Linked DNA regions of Mus musculus: region 1 is linked to region 2. The links are chromatin contacts, called in public HiChIP or PLAC-seq maps. All regions are on one chromosome and are shown on one strand. The core of a region is the stretch at or near the end of the contact, and the rest is flanking DNA. Distances in the headings are between cores, read along the strand shown. Region 1 overlaps Wnt4 (wingless-type MMTV integration site family, member 4). Region 2 overlaps Lactbl1 (lactamase, beta-like 1).

Region 1 (5,701 bases), core at 1,705-4,204, 660 kb before region 2:
GTTCAGACTCTTGAGAGCTAATTGGATGGGAGTCTCTTCTCCGCCTTCGCCTGGCATTCTTGCCAAACTAGGGTGAAAACGGGCATCTAAGCAGACTGAGAACCTGCAGTCACGTTCCGTTGACTAGCTCCCAGATTCTCCGAGGACACCGTTAGAGTCCGTGTGTGGTGCCACCATCGTTGTCCAGCTCTGCCCTTTGTCCTGACATGGAGGACAGTGCATGGCCTCTTGCGAAAGACGACAGGAGAGGGAACTACGTTCTGGATACCGACCTGCACTGTGGTTTGGTTCTTATAACAACCCTCAGCTGCTCCGAGTGGGAAGGCTGAGACTCACAGGAGCTAACCTATCTGAGGTCACCTGGCCAGGATGGGGCAGGAAGGGTGCACACCCAGATCTCTGCAGCTTTAGGCCCCAGGCTTCTCTTACCATGGGTCTGGGGCTCTCTCTTCTTGCTCCCTTCCGATGTGAATGACTGAGCTGCCCCCGCTCTGAGCCTCTTTTTGGAACAGCCTGACTTCATCCACAGCTCCACATCGTCACAGTCGCTTCTCTGCTCCATCTGCTGCAGCTCCATGGTGATGAGGAGGGTAGCTGCCCACCATGTCACAGGTGGCTCCATCACCTGCGATGGATGGTTTTAAGAAAGGGATGGGGCTGGGAAGGGGTGACAAGGGGTCGATACTGCAGGAGGGGCTAGAAGATGGAAGAAGGGGGGGGGGGATGAAGGAGATTCAGATAGAAGACCCTGCTGGTCCTAGTGCCTGCTGAGCCTGCAAGACCAGGGCCTCACAGTGCCACCCTTTCTGTCCCACCACACGTTTTCTGACTGATAAGGAAAGGGCCAGGATGCTTACTGGCTTGTGACTGTCATCTGTACCTTTCAGGGGTCTCCCCAGCCAGCAGACTCCACCGTCATCCTCACTTGGTCCTCCATAGTGGGGAGATGGAGAATTGATGTGCAGAGACAAACTTCAAGACCTAGTCTGGCTCTGGCTCCGTGGCCCTCCTCTGTTTTCAGGAGGGAGCCAGACATTACTGACTTGCTTCAGGTTCTCAGGCTGCTGGCCGAGGAGCTGTCAGGGGACAAGCTGTGTATTTCTATTCTCAAGTTAGGTGCTAGCTGAAGTCAGCCCTGCCGAGGGGTCTGCTTGTTTCTGGGCTTATACGGTTTGTTTCCCAGTTTCCCAGCGAAACATCTGTTTTGGATGTAACCTCCTGTTTTGTTTGAACTACAGGGGGAAAGGACTCCTCTCATCTATATACCTTAGTCTATGCTGAATCTTCTAGACCAGTGGTTCTCAGCCTTCCTAACGCTGTGACCCTTTAATACAGTTCGTTATGTTGTGGTGACCCCCAACCATAAAATTATTTCATTGCTACTTTATAACTGTAATGTTGCTACTGTTATGAATGATAATATAAATATCTGTGTTTTCTGGTGGCCTTAGGTGACCCCCTGCGAAAGGGTCGTGACCCTCTTGGGATTAAGAGATCTGTGGTTCTAGAGCCAAGTGTCATGTAGCCCAAAAGTAGTAAAGGGTTTAGATGGTAGATTGACAGCCCCTGGGTCCTACAAGCAAGAACATGACAGTCTATCTGGCAGTTTGGAACGGGGACAGAGTCTGCCATAGCATCTGGGTGGCGGCTTCAGAGGGCTCCTCTTTCCTGTTCCAGCTTCCTCACCCTCTGCCTTGAAGAGAAAGCTGTGTGCAGGTTCCCTTATGGAGATCAGTACAGCCATAGATGATGCTGTGTTGTAGGGGTTGTGGGGAGGGAGTGGGGGGAGGGGAGGTTAAAGGCTCTGTGGCCCTCTGGCTAGGAAGCATCAGAAGCAAGTGTGGTGGCACTGGGCAAGGCCTCTGCTGACAAACTGGCATCTGATCAGAAAGCCAGAGCTCTGGGCTTGGTCCTGAAGCAAGTGTCTTCCCTTCTGTGGGCTTCAGTCTTCAGCTTAAGCATAGAAACCATGCCTGCCTCAGCGCTGTCTCACAGGAAATCCTTATGTTCAGCTATTTGTGTCTAAGACGGACGCTGGTGGGTGGTTTTCATGGTGCCAAGCACTGGTGACCCACTCAGTGACCCAAAGGTGACCTGGCCCAATCAGAGGTGTGTGTGGTCCTCGCTTTCCCAGGTGGAAGCTCCCGGGAGGCTGTTGTCCTTTTGTGGCCAGTGTGTCTCACAAGGGCCCTGTGAAGGCGCAGTGGGTGAGGAGCGGGAGTCTTTGGGCAGGGAAAGAACCAAACTGAAAGTAGAGGGCGTGATCCTAAACTGATGTCCCAGAGCTAGTAGGTCTGACGAAGGCGAAACTTGTCTGGAATCCAGAAGTGGGGTCTGAGAAGGGACTTGTCTGTCCCAGTGATCACTGAGCCGAGCTGTCGAAGCTGACAGAATAGCCTCTGTCCCCAACCCCCAGCTTGTGGCCGTCTTCCTCCGCACCATCTCCTCCCTTCCATTTGTCAGTCTTTGGGTCTCTGCTTGTTTCTTCTCATGTACTAGCCTTCCCACTTTGTCTTGGGAATTCACCTTTAACCTCACCAGGTCTTGAGGGTGCGGATGGGGCTAGATTTTGGCCACACTTCAGGACCCAATCTGTTCTTTGACTAGATTGGTGACAACTTTTTGAAGGCAAGGGCCTGGGGTCACCTGCCTGTTGGCTCCCAACCCAGCATGGAGCCTGCATCCTTGGGCCAGACCAAAGGATCCCGCTCCCGCTGGCTAAGATGGCAGAGGCCTTCTCCCTCACAGGTGGCATGGGTGGAGGCGTGTGCTGACTCAGAACGCACCGCTCCGTGTGTCCAGCTTCCTCTTCCCTGCTGGCCCAAAGCATGGGAACAGCGGCAGTCTTTCTGGGGCAGCGCGGGCATCTGGCCAGAGCATGCTCTGTTGGGCACTGTCAACCCTTCAGTGAGGCTGGGTCCCGCTTTTAACCTAGAGAAGGCCCCGGGTTGCAGATGTTGTTCTTGGCGGACCACCGGGCCCCTCAGCAAACAGGGAGGCGAGTGTGCACCCGGCCTGGGCCTGTTTGTGTTGGCCCTGCCAGGCGGGGGGATTAGCTCAGCTGGGCTGCTAATTGCCTCCGAAGTGCCGGCCGGGATGCTGACAAGGGCTGGGCCTTTAGTCCCCTTCTCTCTAAGCAGGCACCATGCCAGCCTTGGGGTCCTGGCCCTAAAGGGTCCCTTCTCTCCTCCCCTGTCAACGCCTGCTTGGCCTGCACCCTTGAGAAAAGGGTAGGGGGTCATCAGTATCGACTCAAGAAGAAATGGGGGGTGCCTGTGAGGTCACCCCCTGGAGAAGGCCAGGCCACACTCCTCACCATTCTCTCCTGCATTCTTAGATACTCACCCCACTTGGAATCAGTGTCGAAGCTCAGCACTTCCTGCTCCGAACTAAGAATCTGCTGAACTCCTTACAGCAGCTGCCACCCATAGAGCCTCGGCACCTTCCCACGCCTCTCTGTCCCTCCTGTGTGTCCTCCCTATCTCCCGCCCTCTCCTCACTCAGTTTCTACCCCATCTTAGTATGAGTACCCTTTGTATTCTTGGCCTCGATTGGCAGAGTTGACCAGAGCTACCTTTGGTATCGCCATACATCCCGTGGAGGAGGGCTTGTTTGCTCTCTATGGCATTTTCTTTTTTTCTTTTCTTTTTTCTTTTTTTGGTTTTTTGAGACAGGGTTTCTCTGTACAGCCCAGGCTGTCCTGGAACTCACTTTGTAAACCAGGCTGGCCTCGAACTCAGAAATCCGCCTGCCTCTGCCTCCCGAGTGCTGGGATTAAAGGTGTGCGCCACCACGCCCGGCTTCTACACACTCTACCCAGACACCATTGAGCCCGAGTTCCCAGGACATGACCCAGCCTGGGAGCTGAGTGCCATCCACTCTACAGCACCTACGGCACGCCCACTGCAGCTTTGAGGTTCCTGCCTGCACCTCCAACTATGCTCCTTTCCCCTGTTTCTTGACCACCGTGGAGTGGAGTGGCTCATAGCAGTTTCTAGGCTGCTCTCTGGCCTCAGCTTCCTAGATGCTGCCTGAGTGTCTGGTCCTGATGATCTCAACTCTGGGCGGCTGGTGTCCCTTTAGCTTTGTATTCCTCTGTCTTCTTCACTATATCTCCAGGAAACGCATCCTGTTATATATCCCCATATGAAGCCTGTGGTGGGAAGCGCCATATTGCAGAAGAGGAAATGAGCTCCACAGAGGACAGCAGGTCATCTAAGGGACATGGTAGCATGGCGGTTCTCACAAACCCCATGTTTGTGACTGCAATCTCCTCTGAGCTCCCCTCTGCTCCACCATCCCAGGTCCTCCCCTGACCTCATCCTGCCTGCTGGTCAAACACACATTGGCCTGCCACTCAGAAAGCACACTCCTAGCGTCAGCAGGTGTTTGGGTTAGCAGCCCAGCTGTGCTGTGTCTGATGAAATGTCTCATCATTTCAAGTAGGAACAGACCGGTGAGAATGAGTGAGGACTTCACCACTAAGGATAGGGGTTCCCAGGGTCTGTGTGTGTGCGCGTGTGCGTGCGCATGTGTGCGTGTGCACGCGAGCACGCGCGCAGTGTCATGTCATTGTCCTATAAACACCCCCATCCCTTCATTTGACTGGTTTCATTTCTCTAATTCCCTTCTGGCCACAGGTCTCTGGTTCCTTCATCTCAAGATGGGAATGCGATTCTGTTCCATTGTCCCCTATGTCCCGCATTGATCAACACCTGTTTTTATCAGGTTTCTACCCCCTCCCCCCCCCACACCCACCCACCCACCCCCCCCCCCCCCCCCCACACACACACAAACACTTGAAATGAGTGATCAATTAAGTCAGGGCAAAGTTCACATAGCTGTTCATGGGAGTAGTGAGGTGTAGACCAAGTTGCTGTCGATGGTTTCAGACAACGTTGGGTAGGTCCTGATAGGCCGCAGTCCAGTTCTTTAGAGGCAGAAGGGCAGGGGCGGGATGTTCCCATACTCAGAATTTGCTCTATAAATACTTACTTAGCAAATACTACCTGCTTTACCCATGTGCTTCTCGAAGCATCCCTCTTCTCCCTATTCTCTCTCTCTCTTTTTTTTTTTTTGGTTTTTCGAGACAGAGTTTCTCTGTGTAGCCTTGGCTGTCCTGGAACTCACTCTGTAGACCAGGCTGGCCTCAAACTCAGAAATCCACCTGCCTCTGCCTCCCTAGTGCTGGGATTAAAGGCGTGCGCCACCACTGCTGGGCTAAAGGAAATGAGTATTCTTTTTTTTTTTTTTTTGGTCCCTATTCTCTTAAAAAAAAAAAAAAGAAAGTCACAGCTACAAATTGGCAGATAGAGAAATAACCATTTTTATCGTGCATCTCAGACTATGCCGTGGGGATGTCACAATGCCAAGGAGCCTCATATAAAAACTGGAGGACGGGGTGGGGCAGCACGGTAGAGTAGCAGCATCCGGAGCTGGCTTTTCCAGCCCTGGCCTTGGAGGAAGGAATGCCACTTTTGCCTTGTGACAACAACAGTAGAGAGTGGTTCAGGTAGGAAGTGGACCTTCTGGACAGCTTCCTGGGTCCTGTGGGACCCAAATATGCTGAGCTACGTCACGCCTTTGCCAGCTCTTTATATTTGAGACAGTTTGGAGCTGGACAAGTCCAGTGAAGCTCCCCCCCCCCCTCCCACGTCCCCCACCATGGCTGTGAATTTCTTTGGCCTGGGCAGTGGTTCTA
Region 2 (5,786 bases), core at 1,394-3,893:
ATTGTCTTTAACCTTCCGAAGAACAGGGGTTGGGTGTATAGCTTGGATAGAACTTACCTAGCTTGGATATAGCTTACCTAGCATGCATGAAACCCGAGGGTTTGGGCCCAGTACTATGTAAAAAAAAAAAAAAAAAAGGTATGGGGGTGCATGCCTGTAATCTCAATCCTCAGAGGTAGAAGTAGGACGGTCAGAAGTTCAAGGTCAACCATGGGCTACATACTGTGTTCCAGGCCAGCCTGGACTACAGGAGAGTGTGTCTCAAAATACATAACATAAATACTGACTTACATAAAAAAAGAAAATGCAAAATTAATCCAAAGACTAGGGGGAACCGAATCCAGAGAAATGGTGTGTGCATATATATCTTATACATACATATATATCTTTTACAATTCAATAAATAGAATACAGTTAAAACCATAGTGCGATATGATTTCAGAACTACCATGGCTAAAATTAAAAAGACCGACAGAGCCAAGTGTCTCCATATATATGTGTGTGTGTGTGTGTGTGTGTGTGTGTGTGTGTGTGTGTGTGTGTGTGTGTGTGTGTATAGGCAACAGAATTGCCACCTATTTCCGTGTGGGGAAGGAATGAGGCACAGGCTTTTGGAAAACTGCCGGGCGGTCACATCTAGAAACTTGCCCCAAAGCAATGGAAGCCTGCGGACACAGAAAGCCTGCGGACACAGAAAGCCTGCGGACACAGAAAGCCTGCGGACACAGAAAGCCTGCGGACACAGAAAGCCTGCGGACACAGAAAGCCTGCGGACACAGAAAGCCTGCGGACACAGGAATCTTGCACGCAGGCCTCTTTTCCAAACAGTCCCCTCTTCCCCTCTGGAAACAACCCAAATGTCCATCAGCGGGTGAAAAGACAAACTGTCATGGCCATACCGTGGAATAAAAAGCAATGATGAACTATGGACACACACAAAGACTCGGACCTCAAAACCAGCACGCTGAGCCCAAGGAGATGTACCTAAAACCTCTGTGTGCTCCCATTCGCACCAACTCTGGAGCGGGTGAAAAGAATCTAAACTGACAGGAGGCTGATCTGTGGTTGCCTGGAGCTGGGGGGAGGAGCAGAGGGAGGGGAGTGACCACAAAGGAAGAATAGGCGGGTGGATTAGGAATGGCGGGACTCTTCTGTATCTTGATAGCCCGGATGGGTGTAAAATCGGCCAGCTCAAGCTGGGGCTGTAGCTCCCTTAGTTAAGCACTTACCCTAGCACTTGGTGCCCTGGGTTCTATATGCGGGCCTACTAAATAAATGCCTAAACAAACCTGATGGTGCCTTTAGTTTTAGGCACATTATAACTCAATTAGAAACAAAAACTGTTGTTCTTTTTAAAAGTGTCTCCTGTGACCTGAAACTTCTGATTCACCCACCTCCTCCTCTCCAATCGTGGAGTCGCAGGTGGGAACCACCTCACTGTGTTTATAGGGTCCTGCACAAGCTCTCTATTTTCTGAGCAACACCCCACCCCAGCCCGATAAGAGTAGTTTTTAAGAGACACCGATCCTGGCCTTTTGTCCTTTTTTTCAACAGACACAAGCACTGGTCTGTATTATCGGGTCTGGACAACACCTAAATGTTTAAATGCTTACTGAAATTCCTGTATAACTAACTCTTCCTCTCAGGTGAGTAAGGGGAGTTTGAAACCAGCTGTGGTCCAAGAAGACTCCACTTTGCCAACTACTGTGTCCTCTGGTTGGTCTCCCTGCCAAGCCCCGGTAGGAAGCTGGAGGAAGGGGACCGCTGGAGTGGGATAGATCCCCATACAAGGGAGGTTGCGGGTATGAAGAGGCTCAAGTGGGGTGAGGCCAAAGGCAGAGGAGGTTGCCACGGGGATGGGGGTGAGCAAGAGGTTGTCAGGCAGTGTGGGGAAAGAGAGGCTGCAAGCATGAGAAGCTATGGGGTTAGGGGGAGGTTGGGGGGGGGGGGGTTGAGGAGACAGGGAGGCTGCAGATAAAAGGAAAGCTGCAGGTGGGCATGGGAAGGCTGGAGGCCCGCATAGGGGTTGCAAGCATGGGCAATGCAAAGGCATGTGTGGGCGCATGCACGTAGGGATGCCCAGCTCACTGGGAGCTGAACACTGGCCTGCGTGGCAAGCGCAGCACTCCGTAGGTGTTGAGGCCCGGTACGTCGAAGCCCGGCGCCAACCCGTGGCGATCCAGTGGGTAGAACCGCACCAGCTGGCCGTGCTGGGACTCCAGAGACAACCAGGCGTCGGCGAGCGGCAGCGCGCACGGGAACTCGCGCGCCACGTGCAACTGGAAGACGCGGCCGCGCACGTGGCGCAGGGCGAGCGATCGGAAGGCGGCGGGCACGAGCGCCTCCACGCGCGGCCCAAACTGGCGCAAGCGCAGCTCGCCACGCGGCCCGGCGGCGCGCACCTCGTAGAAGGTGCGGTTGGCGAAGGTGAAAAAGCCAGCGAACGGGCGCGCGCGGGGCGGGGGCGCGGGGGCAAGCTCAGCCTCTCGCAATGCGCGCTCCAGGGCTGGCAGCAGCGTATCCAGGGCGTCAGCCACCAGGTCGCGCGTGGGAGGGCGAGGCCCGGCTAGCAACAGCACAAATCCCAAGCGCAGCGGTGGCACGAGCGCCAGGCTGGCGGCATAGCCGTCCAAGTCGCCATCCTTGCGCGCCACGCGGTATCCACGCCTCTCGTGGAACTCCCAGGGTGTACCGGTTTCACTAGCAAAGTAGCCGTGGGCGCAGGCGCGTAGTGGTGCTAGCAATGTGGCCAGGCTGTCGGGCCGTAGCAGCCGTCGGGGACCTGCACCCAGGAGCGCAGCCGCAAGCCTGGCCAGGTCTGCAGCTGTCGAGTACATCTGGCCCGATGGCCGGTACCAGCCCAGATCGTAGAGCGGGGCGGACCTGCCGCTGCCATAGAAGCCAGCAGCCAGACGTGCACGCACTGTTCCTGTCAGTGCAAAGCCGGTGTCACTCATCCCCAGCGGTTCCAGCACCTGCTCAGACACCCAGCGCTCATAGTCGCCCTGTGCCCTGTGCGCAGCCAGCACATGGGCTAGGAGAGAGAAGGCCAGCGTGCTGTAGTGGCATCTGGAGGGAGAAAGGGGGCAAGGATAGGGTGCTCTACATGATCTCCAGGACAGTGTGGTGGCACCAGGAGGGAGAGAAAGGAAGCAAGGCCAGTCTAGTATTTGGCGAAGCAGAGGGAAATCTGGCCCTGTCCACTTGTCTTATCCCTCACTCCCTACCCCAAGTTCGCAAAGCTAAACTTCCTGTTCATAGGTCAGACCTTTCTTTAACTGTTTACTATTGATATCCATCATGGCAAAACTCTATTTGTGTCGTTTATTTCTTCGCTGTGACTCCCTCACCAGTGCAAACTGTAAAAAGGGCCTTCGTCATTGTGGTGGATTAAATTTGCTTGGCCCTTGGGAAGTAGAACTATTAGGAGGTGTGGCCTCATCGGAGGAGGTGTGGCCTCATTGGAGGAATTGTAGGTGGGCTTTGAGGCCTCCTATGCATAAGCTCCGCCCAGTATGGCATTACAATCCCCTTCTGCTGTTTTCAGCTCAACATGTAGAATTCTCAGCTCCTCCAGCACCCTATCTGCCTGCACACTGCCTTGCTTTCCATTATGATGATAGTGGACTCAACCTCTGAAGCTGTAAGCCATTTGAACTTCAAATGAAATGTTTTCCTTTATAAAAGTTGTTTTGGTCATGGTGTCTCTACACAGCAGTAAAAACCTAACTTAAGATGTGTTTGCTGCTGTAGCCAGATGCAGTCTCCTTGATTGCTTCTGGTGTCTTGTTTTTGGTTTTGGTTGGTTGCTTTAGAAAATCTCATTGTGTAACCTAAACTGGCCTGCATCTCTCTAGTCCCTGTCTCTGCTTCCCAAATGTTATGATTAAGTAGATTCTTTTTTGTTTTTTTAAGATTTATTTATTTTATGTATAAGAATGTTCTGTCTGCATGTACACCTGTGTGCCAGAAGAGGGCATCAGATCCCATTATTGAGAGCCACTATGTGGTTGCTAGGAATTGAAGTCAGGACCTCTGGAAGAACAGCCAGTTCTTAACTGCTGAGCCATCTCTCCAACCCCCAAGTAGACTCTTAATAAATCCAGTTGATGAGGGACAGGGAGACTGGAACAGACCTGGGTTCTGGGTCCAGCTCTCCCAAACCTTGCTATGCTTGCCCCTACAGGCTTTAGTCTTTCTGGGTATCTGATGGACTCTATTCAGCGATCCCCAGAACCTTCCTGACTCTGACCATCTGGTAGGATGTGTGGCTGGACTTCAGGGCACGCTCCTCACCTGGTTCCTGGGTCAGCCACCAGGACATCATCCTTGAGCAGGCTCAGAGCCTCCTGGGTGCTGCCCCTCCACAGCAGTGAAGTGCCCCGGAGTCTTCGGGGAAGTCCTGGGAAAGAGCAGTGGTCAGACCTGCAGGACCTGTGCACTGCTAGAGAAGTCCCTTCCCTAGAACAACACTCAGTCATTTCCCCCATGCCTCCCACTGCAGCCAGCCACCAGCTCCCCTTCCTAGAAGCAAACATTCTTGTCTCTTTCTTCTCTCTACTCTCCCTCCCAAGTGTTGGGATTGCCGGCAGATACCACAAAGCCCAGCCCTTCCACAGGCATTTACTACATCCTGAAATATTTAATACTTAGGGCTGGCAAGATGGCTTCTCTGCTAAAGGTGCTTGCCAACAATCCTTGAGTTCAATCCACAAAATGCCCATGGTGGAAAGAACTCCCACAAGTTGTCCTCTGACATCCATTCAAGTATCATAGCATGCACGTCGCCCCCCCCCCACCGAGACAAATTAAAGATGTAAAAAAGAATAATATTTATATAATACACGGCATGTTATATAATCAAGTACATTACACCCGCCTCATCATAAACAGGTTTTTATAGTTAGTGTATTTATATATTTTTATGTTTATTTCTGTAGTATATATATATACATGTACTTTCTCCTTAACATTTTATTTCATATCAGTGAACAAAGAACATTATCATTTAGAGCTATATAGAATTTTATGCCAAAGCCATTCCCCTAGTGAGGAACATGTAGGTTATTTTATTTTATTTTATTTTATTTTATTTTATTTTATTTTATTTTATTTTATTTTATTTGGTTTTTCGAGACAGGGTTTCTCTGTGTAGCTCTGGCTGTCCTGGAACTCACTCTGTAGACCAGGCTAGCCTCCAACTCAGAAATCCTCCTGCCTCTGCCTCCCAAGTGCTGGGATTAAAGGCGTGCGCCACCACGAGGTTATTTCTCCTTGTTTTGGTTTTGGTGTTTTAAGAGGGTCTCATGGGAAGCCAGGCTGGCTTTGAACTCACTATGTAGCCCAGGATGCCCTTGAACCCCTGATTCTCTTACCTCCTCTTGCGAGTGCTGAGCTTCAACTCTGTGCCCCCACACTGGCTCCTCTCTCCTTACTGTAAACACTAGGCAGTGAATAATTGCGAGCATGCTTCACGCTACACAGGGTGAGGTCACCTTCGGTAGAATTTTCTAGAAATAAAATTTCTCACTCACGGGGACTATGTGCCCTTTTCTCTACAGCGGGAGCTTGGTTCATTGCACTGCTGATCTCCAGTCGACTGTGACAAACAGCCTGGCTTGGAGACAGCACTTGGGAGGTGGAGGCAGGAGGATCAGGATTTCAAGGTCATCTTCAGCTACATCGAGAATGTGAGGAAAGCCTGGGCTAAGAGAAACCCTAACTCAAAAAAAGACAAGGCGAGAAAACGATTGTGAGACATGTTTGAATTGGCCTTCACATAGGTT

What was found. HiChIP or PLAC-seq counts read pairs in DNA pulled down with a chosen protein or histone mark.
Region 1: a contact with region 2 is called in an H3K4me3 HiChIP or PLAC-seq map of forebrain, with 6 times the contacts expected there. The contact joins two enhancer-like sites. A contact is called at or near these places in 7 of 484 Hi-C or Micro-C datasets (the G1E-ER4 cell line, cerebellum, cerebral cortex and 1 more), 5 of 115 datasets of contacts at active chromatin or transcription factors (differentiating embryonic stem cells, embryonic basal ganglia, embryonic midbrain and 2 more) and 1 of 9 other capture datasets (embryonic stem cells).

What each region holds. Positions count from the first base shown.
Region 1 is chr4:137,299,109-137,304,809 of GRCm38.p6, reverse strand. Wnt4 (wingless-type MMTV integration site family, member 4) reads right to left here. Exons shown (of 5, transcript NM_009523.2): 5 at 5,309-5,701. Among named protein-coding and RNA genes, the nearest start is that of Wnt4, 24 kb to the right of the region's middle. Within about 2 kb of position 2,954, at least 19 of the 459 cell types and tissues checked have an H3K27ac peak or open chromatin away from gene starts, as enhancers often do. A contact at or near this core is called in cerebral cortex and forebrain, where this site is marked.
Region 2 is chr4:136,634,383-136,640,168 of GRCm38.p6, reverse strand. Lactbl1 (lactamase, beta-like 1) reads right to left here. Exons shown (of 8, transcript NM_001243262.1): 7 at 4,297-4,402; 8 at 2,059-3,069. The coding sequence ends at 2,085. Among named protein-coding and RNA genes, the nearest start is that of Lactbl1, 15 kb to the right of the region's middle. Within about 2 kb of position 2,643, at least 76 of the 459 cell types and tissues checked have an H3K27ac peak or open chromatin away from gene starts, as enhancers often do. A contact at or near this core is called in cerebral cortex and forebrain, where this site is marked.